Linked DNA regions of Hordeum vulgare: region 2 is linked to region 1. A link is a contact called in public Hi-C data. All regions are on one chromosome and are shown on one strand. The core of a region is the stretch at or near the end of the contact, and the rest is flanking DNA. Distances in the headings are between cores, read along the strand shown.

Region 1 (7,821 bases), core at 3,076-5,575:
TGAGAAAACCCACCTTTAAGTAGTCTTCATGGAGTAGGACAAGCCATATCATTATCCTACCCTTCCTACCTACCACCACCATGGGTAGCCTTAATCATTTGTCATGCATCTTTAGCCTATGCCCATATATGGGCATGCATCCTCATTCACTCAGTACTTGAATACACTCAAGGGGATAGCATTAGAGCCCTGGGATCAGTAGACTCGATTCTCAAGAGTTGCAAATATATTCGATCAACCTCGGTCTAGGGATCGAGAGAGTGTGATGAGAAGTCGCAGACCATTCAGTCATTGGACAAACCATCCCTCAAGGTTTCCCTAACATGGTGCTAGGTCGTGCTTCACCAAGGGAGAACACTAACTTAAAAAAAACATCATTGTGTCACTCTTTTTGGTGTATGGTGACTTCGTTGTAAGGTTTGCATACGGACCATCTCCAAATTCATTTACAATTGTGTTAACAAAGATAACCACCTAGTTGAGACTTGTTTTCATAACATGAACATCAACTATAGGTCAACCTAGTTGAGAGTTGTTTTCATAACATGAACATCAACTATAGGTATTTTTTTCTCCCGTTGCAACACACGGACCCTTTGGCTATTAAACCTAAGGCAGAGACGCTCGCGGTGGACTCGACCAGGCGGGCGACCGTCCGTAGATTCAGAGATATCTTTTTTTTGTTTTGTTTTGTGGGGAGTAGATGTGCAGAGATGTTGGCGGCTGATGCCGGAGACGCGGGTCACGGATGCGAAGATGCCGGAGACGCTGGCCAAGCACGTGACGACACCGTCAGCAGACGCGGAGATATGCCGGAGGAGATGCCCTCCGCCTCCTCAAATTTCCGCCGCCGCATGTAGATTCCCACTGCCGCCGGTCCAATCCGTTTGTGCTGGAGGAAGGGGGTTCCGTGTGCAGGTCTGCTGCTGCGGGTTAATTTTTTCCAAAAGCGCCTAAACTAGTTAGGGCGGTGCTCTGCGGGCGCGCGTCGGCCGAAACTTTTGAAAAGCAGCACACGGGCTGTTTGATCCGTTAGATTGGATCTGTTTAATCGTCAGATATGTTCATACAACAAAAATTCTCGATGCATCAAATTTCGGTCCCGGATGCAGCAAAAAAATGAAGAAAGTATTAAAAAAGGAAACTTACAAAAATAAATATATGAATCAAACCCAAGGCCACCATTTTGACGAGTACTATCATCATACCGTGTGCCCTATCTCACACAAACACATCGATAAATTCGGCTCACCAAGCCGCCCGCCGCCGAGCCAGACACACCAATCCATCTAATAGACCCTCAACTCGTACCGTATGTGCACGCTCAATAATATGCCCCCGCCATCTTTCGTCATCCCATCGTTAGGTGTAATAAATGCATTGCCCTTGCCGAGGCTGACAACGCCGATGAACACGGTCCAGCACCGAGGCCCCACTGTGCCACGCTGTCGTCGATGATGAAGATGCAACACCACTCCATCTCTCGACCGCTCCAAGTTAACACCTGCTACAGAGCAATGCTCCTTGAAGGAAGCATGAGACCAAAGATACTGCGATCATTCGATCCAGGAGTCTCATACCTAGGGTTTCCCCGAGCATATTGAGCATGGTGATGCAACCTGCTATGACGATGCCACGATAAGGAAATGATGTCGGAGACACCGCCATCATCCGCCATGACCAAAGTTGGCACAGTTTTCATCGGATGTATCGCCACCTCGATCTCGCTACTGACTGGATGCGCGTGGAGCCTCACCATGAAGATGTACACCGCCACCATCGGTGGTCCCTCCAATCTAAGATCACTCCTGAACCAATGCCCTCAAGATGGACTACGACACAGAAACACCGTCATCGCTCGATCCCGAGAAAATCTAGGATTTCCCTGTGTCCTCGTGGACCCCGGCACTTCACCCCGAGCAACATGGCGGCCACCAAAGCCAATACCGATTGGGTGTGGCTGTGGACCAGCCCACTCGCATCCACCCCGTGCAGCAAAACATGCCTTCCAACGTGTTGCTTCATCACCACCGCCCCCAACCGTCACCACGCTGTCGCCTCGTGTTCTCGCCAGGAAGCAATCCGACATACCATGGAGACCCAGATCCAGGAGCACACACTCCCGCTCGTCAAGATGCCTCGCACCACCCTGCGCCGCGAGTGAACGATCTTCTCCGCCAATGCTATCAGCCGCCCAGGCTTAGCCCGATGGCGTTCTCCTGCAATGGCAGGGAGGAGGGAGCGAGTTGTGGCGGAGGGCCTAGATGTTGGGCTTGGGTGCCGCATGAGTTTCCCGAGCAAGAGGTCGAGGCGGGGGCGGGTGAATCGTCTTTCTTTTAAACAAGACTACTTAATTAAGTATTTCTTTTAATAACAAGATTAACGCAGCAATGCACGGATATAATCTAGTATATCTAAATTACAGTACATCCATGGAATCAAGAAAGTGATTTTATATTTACCTCGGGATATCTAGATTCGCGTTCTTTCTTTAAACTAGACAATTCCCAGCACGTTGTTGTAGGAATTGTTGGCAATATGTTTAGATGATACTTATTTATGTCGAATGTGAATATTACAATTGACAATATGAGCATGAAAATACAAATATATGAGACTTATTATACTTTCGAAATATTTTTGGAAAAGATGTATCATAATGCGAGTTTAAAATTCCTTGGAGTTGTTCACACATGTGTCTTTTTCATTGAGAAAAATTTGGACATGAGTAGTGAGGATGAACACCCCCCCGGCGTTGTTACGAGAACTTTGTTAAAAACATGTGTAAGTAGTTGTTATAAACTTAAAATCAGTAGAATAACGTGTCTAAAAATAAAATACAAACTTTTAAATAAGAGTTAAAAATGTTATTTCGAATTAAAATATGAAGGATGACTAACATGAACATATGATGTGGCAACGTTACATACATAGACTAATGCAAAAAATAGTTGTAATTTGTAAGTTAAATTTATGTCTTGCTTATGTGAAAGATTTTACATGAATTAGTGAGAGAAAATACTTAAATGCATTGCTTAGTGGAACGTTGAGGTGTACATTTTATATGTTGAGAGCACTTATGTGGAACACTTTGCATGGCTTAGTGGAAGAAAAAAATTAAATGCATTGCCTAGTGCGATGATGAGGTGGATACCTTATATGTTCAGAGAATTGAGACCAACTTTTTAAAAATGTAAAATGCATGACTCCACTAGCATACAATTGAAGCGATTGAAACTACTAGGTAGGTTCTAGAAAAATGCACCTTTTATTTTGTAGATGCTCGTTGATGTCGTGAATGAGGTCGTGCACCCCACTAGTGTTTGGTGGTTGGTGGGGACGAACTTGTACCAGTATGCTCCTGAGGATCCTCCTCATGTCAGGTTTCTTGGCCGTCCGCACAAAAGCCCGGCAATCGAAGTCCCCGAGTTTCTTCTCAAGCCATAGCTGTTTGGCAAGCGTGGTCTTGCCGATCCCACCAACACCCACAATGGATACAACCTTGAGCTGCTTATCTCCATCGGCCAGCCATTGGCAGAGTGTATCAACCGCTCCGCCCTTGGCATGAAGGCCCACTACTGGATCTGGCTTCCGGCCGCCGTCCGTTGGAAACCAGTGGTCAACGACAGGAAAAATATATGTACGGCTGGGGACAGTCTCAAGCAGGTATCTATCATACCGTTCATTAGCCGCCTTCACACGAGCCTTGAATCCGGACATCTTCTCGATCCAATCTGCTTGGGCGACGACACAGTTCTCCATCTCATAGGACAGCTCGCGCACATCCTTCATCCAGTTTATTGCTATATGGGGAAGGTCTTGTGCCTTAGAGAGCTTCAGCAGCCGGGTTGTGAGTTTCCGGATGCCATCCTCAAGTTTGGTATCCCGGATTGCATCTAGTTTCATAGAAAGGGAGCCCATGGCACCCAAACAAGCACTAAACAGAGGTAGTTCCATGTCCAACTCTCTGCACACAAAACAACGAACCAAATCAACAAGAAATCACACTAATATGACCAGATATACTCTAATTAGTCTGAGGTCCATGCAAAATCAGAAGAAACTCTAAACCGTTGCATCCAGGAGCGAACAGAAAAGAAAGCAGATCTGTTTCTTCTAGCGTGAATAATCCCTGGATGACGCATGCGGCGTACCAGTGGGCTTGCTCCTCGTAGCAGACGGGGGAGCCAGGTTAAGGTTGCTCCTCGTAGCAGACGGCGGCGCCAGGTTAAGGTTGCTCCGGCCCGGAACGGCAGATGTGGAGTGAAAGGAGAGACCAATTCACGGAAGAGAAGTGGTCAACATAGAACCAGGCAACGAATCAATATTGCAACACATATCGACTAGGCTAGTGGTCCACTTGAATAAACAATAATGGCGAGCTGGCGGTAACTTCCAATACTAATATAATCCGTACCATTATCATTGTACTACTTGTTTGAAAAAACTAAACTAGTTTTTCCCCACTACATTTATATGATACTCCTTCCGTCCCGGTTTAGAAAACACAGTTAAACTTGCGTGCGTTTCCAAAATAGACAAGGTTTAAGGCGAAAGCAATTACTTCTATTAATTAGTACTAGTACTACTTATGCATGCGCCCTCCCAATTTGCTGCTCACACATTAGTACTAGTGTTTTCTCAGTTGATTAGGCGCATTAGCATTTACACCTGCTACATCTCACAACCAATGGTCCGAGAGATTTTTTAAACATGCCTTCTAAACCGTGACGGAGGGAGTAGCAAAAAATGCTACACTTAGGGTGTGTTCAGTTTGAGGATAAGGTGTCATGGGATGGGTTGATTCCGTCCCTGGCAGCCCATCCTCGTGTTCACTTGTGTTTTCATCCGGAACCGGACCGTCCGCATGCAATGGATATTCCTTGAAGATGCTTCATCTACCGATGCCTGGAAAACGTTGGAACCGGCTCGTTATTCATCGATTAAACGCAAAAGAAAAGAAAAAAACAAAGCCTCACCGCTCACCCCCTCACCCCCGAGGACGTCCCACCCCCGAACCATATCCTCTCCCTCTCCCTCCCAGCCGCCGCTCTCCCCTCCTAGCCGCCGCTCTTCCCTCCCATCCGCCGCTCTCCCTTCCCAGCCGCCCTCCCAGCCGCCGCTCTTCCCTCCCAGCCGCCGCTCTCCACCGACGGTGAGACGACGGCCGCCGGCGGGGAAAGAACCGCGCCGACCCCATCTTCGTCGAGCTGCAGCAGGCCCTCCTCCTCCCAGCGCGACCCGCCGCGCCGACCCCATCTTCGTCAAGCTGCAGCAGCCCCTCCTCCTCCTGAAGGTATGCATCTTGTTGGCCAGCACCATCCCTCCACTTTTCTTGTACTAGGAAAAGCTAGGCTTCTTGTTGCTGTTATGTTTGATAGAGTCCATGCATTGTAGATGGTCAAGAGGGTGAATAGAAGGAAGAGGATGATTAGGGGTGCTGCTGTTTTTGTGGTTCTTGCTGCAGTGGCGGTAATTGTTCGTGCCATAATAAGGAAGAGGAGAGCTTGCATTTCCTATGGCCCTATGCATGAAAGAGACCGGCAAAGATTTGATTATCTAAGTAGCAAAATTTGGCAGTGTGATGTGAAGTGTAAAAACATGTTGAGGTTTGAGAGAGCTCCTTTCTTTCATTTGTGTGACATATTGAGGGATCGCAAGTTGCTCAAACCGACTATACATTTAGATGTGGAGCAACAAGTGGCAATTTTTTTTGCATACTATTAGACATAACCTTCGGAATAGGGTTGTGGCAACAAACTTTTGTAGATCATTTGGGACAATTAGCATCTACTTTAGACGTGTCCTTCATGCCATAGGTCAGCTGCGTAATGATTATATCAGGCCCCCTTCATTGGAGATCCCAACAAAAATAGAAGGAAATCATCGGTTTGACCCATATTTCAAGGTATTTAAAAAAACTATTCCTTAGCTATTTAGAATATAAATCAGGCCATTTACTATTTTGTCAATATATAGGATTGCATTGGAGCTATTGATGGTACCCATGTGCGAGCATCGGTTACAAAGGATGTTGCAGCCTCTTTTCGTGGTAGGAAGGGATTGATGAATTCATTATGCCGGAGGTGACGTGGACCACCCAACCAGTTCGAACACAAAGGCAACAAGCAAGTGACCATAGGGCCACGATTGACCGTAGGCAACAAATTGCTACACAAATGTGGGTGGATAGGCAGGCCATGTATGGAAATTGAGTAGTATGGCATATTACATGTCAAAACCATGTATCTTTGAGTTTATGTAATGGCTCGATAGTTGTACCATTTGTTCTGTTGAAACAATCTATTATTATGGCTGGACAGAATTTTATTTACTATATTTGATACATTTTCATGGCTGGAAAGAATTTTATTTACTATATTTGATACATTTTCATGGCTGGACAGAATTTTACTTACTATATTTGATACATTTTCATGGCTGGACAGAAATGGACACCATTGATCTCTCGGAAGCAAGTGCAACCACTGCTAGAAGTGGACAAGCTGTGTGGACCAACTCCATGACCACCATGATGCTAGGCTTCTTGGCTAACCTAGTTGCTGATGGCAAGAGGACTTCAAGTGGGTTCAAGATGATGCATCACAACCAATGTGCTGCAGCTTTGAACGAACACTTCAAGCTAGTGATCACCGGCGGCCAGGTTTACAACCATCTTAAGAAGTGGAGGAAGATTTGGGGCAGGCTGGTCACATTGAAGAATTTAAGTGGAGCTTTATGGGATGAGGATACTTGTACTATCAGGCTGAGCGATGATCACTATGCAGGTCATTGCAAGGTAAGCTTTGATGCATGAAGATTTGACATGGCCTTCTTAAACAATTTTTGTACTATCAGGCAAATCATTTGAACAATTTTTGTAGGATCACAAATCTGACGTGGCCTTCTTGAATACCCCAATTAAGCACTACCGTGCGATGGAGACAATTTTCATGCAAAAAACTGCTACAGGAAAGAATGCAAGGTCTGGTAATGATGACCTTTCCATTGACATAGAAGATGATGACAATGGTGAGGTGAACATGTCACCAAATGTTGGTGAGTCCTCAAATCCCAATGAACCAGCAAAAAAGAAGGCTAAGGTGGTGAAAAATAAGGATGATCCGTTGATGACAACTCTTCAAGATGGGTTCAAACTTGTAGCTGCAGCTCTTGTGAAGTCTGCTGGAGATGACGATACTATACCTGATGACCTTTGGGAAGTTGTCTCCGGCACTATTGGATTTGCTGAAGGATACCTTGCTCACTACTATGCCCATCTTGTGGACAATCCCAAGATAGCAAGAGCTTTCATGTCGCTCAGCGACTCTAACCGGTTGATTTGGGTGAGTAGGTATGTGACGAAGAACTTCGCATGATGCATTTATTGTATGGACTAGCGTGAGATGATGAACTTTGCATTATGACCGGTATGTGAACCATATGTATGAATTGTAATGAACAATATTTCTTTTTGATGATGACCTTGTGATACTGTTGCATCTTATGGTATTTCTATTGAAAATCTGTTATATATGCTGTTATATATTTGTTTGACTTGTGATCATATACTATTAAATTGCTTGTTGAAAATACAAAGAAAATGCTGTCAAAATTTTAAATTATATGTTGTCCAAATCTGAGATATATATAAGCACATTAGAGGTAATCTCACCATTCATATGAAGAGGTGAGTGGAATGAGATTCTTCTCATTTTACCTCCCAAACCAAACACATGAACGGAATCAACCCATGCCATTTTTTATGTCCAACCGAACACAAGAATGAAACCAACCCATGCATCCGGAATAGAACCATGA
Region 2 (7,821 bases), core at 2,593-5,092, 260 kb after region 1:
TTATCTCTCTCCGTAATGATATCATGAATTTTAAGCAACTAGGTCATGAACATGTTGCACAATCTTGGGAGAGAATGAAATTGATGATTAGAAATTGTCCCGCTCATGGCCTAAGTCTTTGGATGATTATATAAATTTTCTATGTTGGTTTGAATTTTGCTTCTAGAAATATCTTGGATTCCGCCTCTGGTGGAACTTTTATATAAATCACACTAGGAGAAGCTACAAAACTCCTAGATAATATCATGACCAATTATTATCAATGTCACACTGAAAGGTCATCTACTAGTAAAAAAGTGCATGCTATAGAAGAAATTAACCCTTTGAGTGCTAAGATGGATGAGTTAATGAAGTTGTTTGCTAGTAAAAGTGCTCCTCTAGATCCAAATGATATGCCTTTATCTTCCTTGATTGAGAATTGCAATGAAAATTTCGATGTTAATTTTGTTGGTAGGAATAACTTTGGTAACAACAATGCTTATAGAGGTAACTTTAATCCTAGGCCTTTTCCTAGTAACCCCTCTAATAATTTTGGTAATTCCTACAACAATGCTCATGGAAACTATAATAAAATACCTTCCGCCAGACATGGGCACGACGGAGCCGGCACGCTCCGCTTGTATAAGGTTTACGTTGCATGTAATAATATGGATTTGAGGTTTCTAATTTGAGATATCCGATTGTAGAATGCATTATTTAAGGCGTGACCGGTCATTGTCCGCGGACGCGCCCCGGGCACATCCGCAAATGTTTGAGGGGTCGGATTTGCAAGTTGTAGTTGTAAATACACTTAGTGGAGTAAATTTGGCATTTCACTCCACTAAGTTTGACCTAGCTGATCCCCTATACGACTTAGTCGAGTAGAAATTTTTACTCCATCCTTAAAATTGGGAGTATATTTGGTCCATCCCTATGCGGCTAGTAAACTCACCTACTCTTTTCCCCGCCTCGTCTTCTCCCTCACAACATCGTCGGTACTCCCCTCGCCCTCCCCCGCCTCTTCGATGATCAGTCGTGGTGGCCGCCGGTCCCAGCCGCCAATCCTCAGCACGGATCCGCAATGCCACGCATGCGGGTCGTCCTCCACCGGCTCTTCATCAAGCCGTCATCGTCGGTCGCCCGATTGCCCGCCGTCACACACCTACACCGGTTCAAGGACTTCCCCGTCCTCCCTCAGACCCGATCGCGGACAAGGCCCTACCTCGGGGTCCGGCAATGGTGGTGGGGGAAGTGGGTCACCAAAATTACGAATCGGGAGATCCACACCCACCAGTGGCTCAGTAGCTTCCACACGGTCAAGCTCGCGGCCATGGAATATGATCGCTGGCAGGTCCGCTAGCACTATGCAACGACCGTACTCAATTTACCCTTCGACACGGCTCTCGTCCACCTCGTCCCACTGGAGCCAGGGGTGGTGAGCTCGGTTATGGCGTGGGAGGAGGGTCGCGAGCCGAGGGAGCGCCTCGAGGTCGAGGCCACTGCCGAGGCCTACATGCAAGAGCTCCGCCGGCAGCACCCAGAGCTCGTGGTGGTGAAGCGGATGATCTTTGCCGATGTGGAGGGCGGTGAGCTTATCGTGCTCTCCTCCTCTGACGAGGTCGAAGGTGGTGAGAATGGCTACATGGAGGACGGCGAGGTTATCGTGCTCTCCTTTGACGACGAGGTCGAAGGTGGCAACGACGACAGCGTGAAGGGCGGTGAGTTGGGCGGAGAGGACGAAGAGATTCATGGCGATGAGTGAAGGAATGTCTTCCCTGACGACCACAACGACTGCACTGCTCCAAATCACGGCACACCGTACGTGACGAGGAACGATTGGCTAGACCTCACCTTCGACCGAAAGTAGTTTAGTTGCTTAGTTTAGTTTAAATTTATGCTTTACGTTTGGTTGTGCAAAACTATCTATGTTTATGTTTTAATGCATGTTATTTTCAGTTCAAATTGCTTTGAATTTGATCAAATTAAAAATTACTCCGTTAAGTTTAGGGGACAGGCTAAAAAGGGTAAAAAACTAGTGCAGTATATATACTTCACTAAAGGTTTTACTGTTGGGGAACTTTGCATGGGAAACAAAAAAAATTCCTACGCTCGTCAACATCAATCTAGGATATGCACATCTATGAGAGGAGAGATTGTATCTATATATCTTTGTAGATCGCTTAGCGGAATCGTAAAGAAACCTGGTGGATGTAGTCGAATGTCTTTGTGATCCTATCACGATCCGTCCCGCAACTCCCGATCAAATGCCGAACGGATGGCACCTCCGCCTTCAGCACACGTACAACCCGATGACGTCTCCGCCTGCTCGATCCAGCGAGCAAGGGCAGAGAAGTAGATGAGTTCTCCATCAACACTACGGCATGGTGGCGATGGTGGTGGTGCTATCACGGCAGGGCTACGCCTAGCGCTACCGAAACCGCGAACAGAGGAGAAAACGATCTAGGAAGAGAGAGGGGCGCCAAGGGCTTCGTGTGTGCTCTTGGGGTGCCCCTCCCCTCTATATATAGGTGGAGGGGCGTGGGGAACAGCCTCTCCAAGCCCAAGGGCGCAGCCAAGGGGGAGCAGGTGGAATCCTATATAGTCCCCCTCCTTCCCTTCCATACAAAGGTGGACTTTCCATGGATAGGAAACCTTGACCACCTTTGATCAACGAGCTAGTCCATTAGAGGCTCACTGGGACACAGTGTTGTCTATGTACCTACACTGTATTCTAGTTTGCAATCAATATAATTCTAGCATGGATATTAAACTATTATCATGAACACGGAAATACAATAATAACCACTTTATTATTGCATATAGGGCATATTTCCAACAGTCTACCACTTGACCTAGAGTCAATAATCTAGTTCACATCACTATGTGATTAACACGGAATGAGTTCTGGGGTTTGATCATGTTTTTCTTGTGAGAGAGGTTTTAGTCAGTCGGACTGCAACATTCAGATCTGTATGTACTTTAAAAATCTCCATGTCATTCTGTAGCTGCTGCTACCACGCCCCACTTGGAAATATTCCAAATGGTTGATCCACTATACGAATTTGGTTTGCTACTTAGAGTCATCCGGATTGGTGTCAAAGCTTGCATCCTGATACCCTTGTCGTAATCACTATAAGGAAGAGCAGCCGCAAGGGCTGTCACATGATGGTTGGGTGACCATGTTTAGAACTATCAGTTGAAGAACTGTTAGTTAATTAGTTAGTATGTTAAGATGAATGTCTGATACATTGATGTTATTTGTTTCTTAGGTTGAACAACTTTCAAGTGATATTGATGGTTCTTTCTATATATTGATCATGGTGCTATTGTGTAATTGTTCTTTCATTGCTATATGTAGTAGCTAGAGTCGAGTTGAATGAAAAGCATAAAATAAAATGGTAAACATAGAAATAAAAGGGGGAAACACAATATGAAAACCCCCAGAGCCTGGCAGCTGTTGAGGTGTGACCACCTTTTGGTTCCGGTCGGTGTTACCAATCGGGACTAAAGGTCCTTTTGTCTAGGCGCTTCCTAACGACCACGTGAAGCTCCTCTGGACCCGGTTCGTAAGCAAATCAAGACTAAAGGTTTTAGGCATTAGTCCCGATCGTCTAGAAGGTGGAGTACTATAAGAGAAAGGGCAATTGGATTCGCCGGTTCTCTCTCCTTAATAACTCACGTGTCACACGATATGTATATATATATATATATATATATATATATATATATATACATATATATATATACATATATATATATTTTTTTTATATATATATGGATGTCAATTAGCGAGCAGTATTGCATGTGTAATAACTCGTGAAAATCTCCCGCACGCTCATGGACCACAAGAGACACTCTCGTGCGTCATGTGCTACCTGAACGTTATATATGGGTCGACCGACACCTGCAGAAACCCGGCCAGCATCAGTGCAAGATTCCAAAGCGACAGCGAACTGATCAAGAGACGGCAGCCAGGAGCCGAACGTCGTCTAGGTCGGGTTGGCTCCCATGAATAACACGTTTTAAGGCGTTTCCACTGTTACCCAGCCAACCTCTAAATCGCGCGGGATACTTTGAGGACTGCGAGCATGCAGCGCTGCTGTTACCTACCAGGGGAAATGAAGTATAATTGACAGTAAAACAGGAGAGTGGTGGAAGAAAAATATGGAAAAAGGATAGGCAATGAATCACTGTTAGGTGGGCCCAATTTCCAGCTGGGCATTTTGTCCACGCACACGTTCCATATCAGCCCGACAAATGAGTCCCACCAGCTAACTTTGTTGTTAGAACACGTTTATTGTCATATACACCTGCCCCAGTCGTGGTGTTTTTATTGTGATTTTTGGCAAGAGTACGTAGTGGCTATGTGATATCCAAGCTCAAATGTATTGGATTTTGTAATTTACTTGCATTATGTTTCTTCTTTTCCTGAACAAGCACGAGACTGGATGTGATTTTGAATTAGAAGAAAAAGTGTATAAATGTAAATGACAAGCATTTTACAAAACAAAACAGCACAGTTTATTGTACCACCAGCTCTACTTGTGATCAAGCCTCTCTAATTCGAGGGCCCAAAATCAGATGACCATAGTGCATTAATACGGTGCCCAAAAGTTTGGGCCCTCGAAAATGTGGTGATGAGATGTGTATTGCGTATTCTCTATGTTTTGATATTGGTTAATCTGACCAATTGCTCGTTTTGGATGGTCAAATTTTTCTTTCCGGCTGCTAAGGCCAACTCTACCGCACGACCCCATTCTATCCTGCCCCGTCCGTTTGGGGTAAAAAGAACAAACAGGTCGGCCCAACGCGAGACGGCCCGGACCCATCCTGTCCGTTTTGTGTCCGGCACGATCCATTTCGAGCGTAAATTTGTGCATGATTTGGGTCGCGACGGACATCAAACGGACACGCGTTCGTCCGCGTCGTGGATGCGTGGCAGGCAGCCACCTACCTCCCACCTGCCCACATCAATACGCACGAGCGGCCGGGTCCGTCTGTCATCCACCCAGGGAACGGTCGCGGTCCTTCTTAAATGGAAAAGCCGTGGACCGGTCATCGTCCATAGTTTCCATCGCCACCCCGCGGCCTCCTCGAAACCCGACAACCGCGAACCCTAGCAGCCTCCTCGAACTCGCTGGTCGCCTACCTCGCAGCAGCCATGGGCCTGTGGAACTCCTGTTGCAAGGGCAACCACGACCGCGAGGCTGGCTCCTCGTCGGGACGCCGACGTGGCTCCGTGAAGGAGGAGGCCGCATCGCCACCGCGCAGTTCCTCCGCCGCGGCTCCCTTCACCATCGCCCCTAGGCCTGCTGGCCAGGGCGACCGGCAGTACCTCAGCGCTGAGGTATGCCGGCGCTACTGGGAGACGAGGACGCCGGTCCCGTGGAGCGACGTCCACCTCCCCAACGCGTGGAACCAGTGCTATTAATTTGTTATACACCTGCCCCAGTCGTGGTTTTTTTATTGTAATTTTTGGCAAGAGTAGTACGTAGTGGCTATGTGATATCCAAGCCCAAATGTATTGGCTTTTGTAATATACTTGCAGTATGTTTCTTCTTTTCCTGAGCAGGCACGAGACTGCATGTGATTTTGAATTAGAAGAAAAAGTGTATGAATGACAAGCATTTTACAAAACAAAAGAACACAGTTTATTGTACCACCAGCTCTACTTGTGATCAAGGCTCTCAAATTTGAGGGCCCAAAATCAGATGACCACAGTGCATAAATACAGTGCCCAGGAGGAAAAAGTTTAGGCCATCGAAAATGCGGTGGTGAGATGTGTATTGCGTATTCTCTATGCTTTGATATTGGTTAGTCCTACCAATTGCTCGTTTTGGATGGTGAAATTTTCCTTTACGGCTGCTGCTAAGATTTGGTTGGGTCGGAGCGTGACGGGAGGCTGCTATCTTTTTCTTTCTTTCTCTACGGACCAGGGTCGATGGGGGCGTCTATGGCTCGGCCATATATATATACATATGCTAGCTTGCTACGTTACCTACCACCAGTAAGCTGAGCTGCGAACGAACAGATCCATGGAGGGTTACTGGATAACCTCATGGTTCGTAGCCCTATCAACCCTATCATACTTTTGGCTTCTCAAGCTCGCCGACCGCAGGAGCAACAACCCAAGAATGCCTCGTGCACCATGGATTCCGCAGACGATCATCGGCAGCCTCCGCCACGCCGTCAGCACCATCAGCGAGTTGTGTCGCGGGCATGGGCCACCGATGCTCCTCAAGCTCCGCGAGATCCCCACCGTGTTGGTGGTCTCCAGCGCTCAGGTGGGCAGCCTCGTCCGCTCCATCGCGGCTTCTGCCATCGACGCCAGCCAGAAGGTGGCAGTGCTTAGCAACGACGTCGTGACGCTGGCGGGGTTGGGCGGCAAGTTCGAGCCGCAGGAGGAGTGGACATACGTGCCTCCGCGACGCCGGCGAGATCATGGACCTGCTGGGAGGCCTCCGCCTCGTCAACCTCAACCTCTCCCCGTCGTCGCCGCTGCTGCTGTGGCTCAGCAATGTCGAGCGCCGGCCGAAGAGGGTATGCGCTAGCACGCAGCACATCGTCGGCGACAAGGTGACGCGTGGCCTGCTGGGTCCATTAGTATTGTTATTACCCAATAGAATGGCAGCGATCTCGGGCATGCCGGCGGTGAATTTTTGTACGGAAAGTACGCATGCTCGTTAGTGAAGACCAGTGAACATGGCTTATTTTCCAATAAGGGTCACGCTGTATGAATCCATAGCACCTTGTATCCATGTGTCCAGGTTTCAAATTTGGTGATATAACTCTTATGTTCTGTCTGACCTTTGATACACTCCTCGTCTTGTTGGAGACTATAACTTCCATTATGTATCTATGAATATGATCTTATCAAAAAAATTATGTCGGTATAAACGGTTATTAGCCCAAGGCCAAGACGAAGACACCATAGTTCATGATCATCACTAGTTGCGCCGATGGATTCATGTTTGTCATTACATTGTTAGGAGCCGGAGAGGTCACCTTCAACTGCATATGCATTAGAGGGTAAGGACGAAAATGTCACATAGCTGTCACACAACAATTCACTATTCGATAGAGACGTCTCACCTCCTATTATCATGTTAATTAACTATCACATGGCCTATATATCTATATGTGATTAAATAAATTGGTTGCTACTAGGAAATTTGGTGTGCTCATGCACAAGAAGAACAAAAAAGTTTGTAACTAAGGACCTCCTTCAAGTTGGGAGGATAAGGCGAGATCACACTACCCCCTTCATGAATCCGGGTTTATAAGGTGGACACACATTTTCAGATATTTAGTCTGACTAAAGAGACGAGTGTAATATGTAACCAAAAATATATACTCCCACCGGTGACCTAAAATGTGTTATATTAGTTTATGAAGGGAGTATTTGAAAACTTCATTAGGTCACGAATTCAATGATTTTTTTCAGCGAGGGATATATGTATTAGTGAGGTTTAGTTACTAGTATAGATATATTGTTGCTACTTATTTAAGTTAATATACAGTTAGATCGAAGCCTTCGTAGACATAGTTGCAATTACAATCTCAATAATACTAGCACACGAACATATTCCAACGGACTCTATGGGGTGGGAAGCATGCCTTCATGTAGTGCCGACCCTCCCCTCCACACCCCCACCCCCCCCCCCCACCCATAATTACATAGTTGGCCCGCCCTACTTAATTAAACCACATCCAATCATCTCCAACACCCCGCAAATTGACATTTCTATTTAGCGCCCCAGGCGCTAGTTAACGTGCATTTTGTTAACTGGTGCGTGCAGCTTTCTTACATGGGCCTGCCCATCTAGCAGCAGGGTGCATGAT

Evidence for each region. A called contact is a pair of places that touch in the nucleus more often than the background predicts.
Region 2: a Hi-C map of leaf shows a contact between it and region 1, with 2.7 times the contacts expected there. The contact joins the enhancer-like site here to the promoter of LOC123424352 in region 1. A contact is called at or near these places in 3 of 6 Hi-C or Micro-C datasets (leaf and seedling).

Annotation. Positions count from the first base shown.
Region 1 is chr2H:8,302,861-8,310,681 of MorexV3_pseudomolecules_assembly, forward strand. It overlaps LOC123424352 (disease resistance protein RGA5-like), which reads right to left and starts at 4,326. Exons shown (of 7, transcript XM_045107956.1): 1 at 4,155-4,326; 2 at 3,266-3,967. The coding sequence starts at 3,957. It overlaps LOC123429108, which reads left to right and starts at 6,468. Exons shown (of 2, transcript XM_045113174.1): 1 at 6,468-6,799; 2 at 6,885-7,425. The coding sequence starts at 6,524. The coding sequence ends at 7,379.
Region 2 is chr2H:8,564,744-8,572,564 of MorexV3_pseudomolecules_assembly, forward strand. No RefSeq gene overlaps it. Among protein-coding and RNA genes, the nearest start is that of LOC123424355, 28 kb to the left of the region's middle. Within about 2 kb of position 3,843, at least 3 of the 3 cell types and tissues checked have open chromatin away from gene starts, as enhancers often do. A contact at or near this core is called in leaf and seedling, where this site is marked.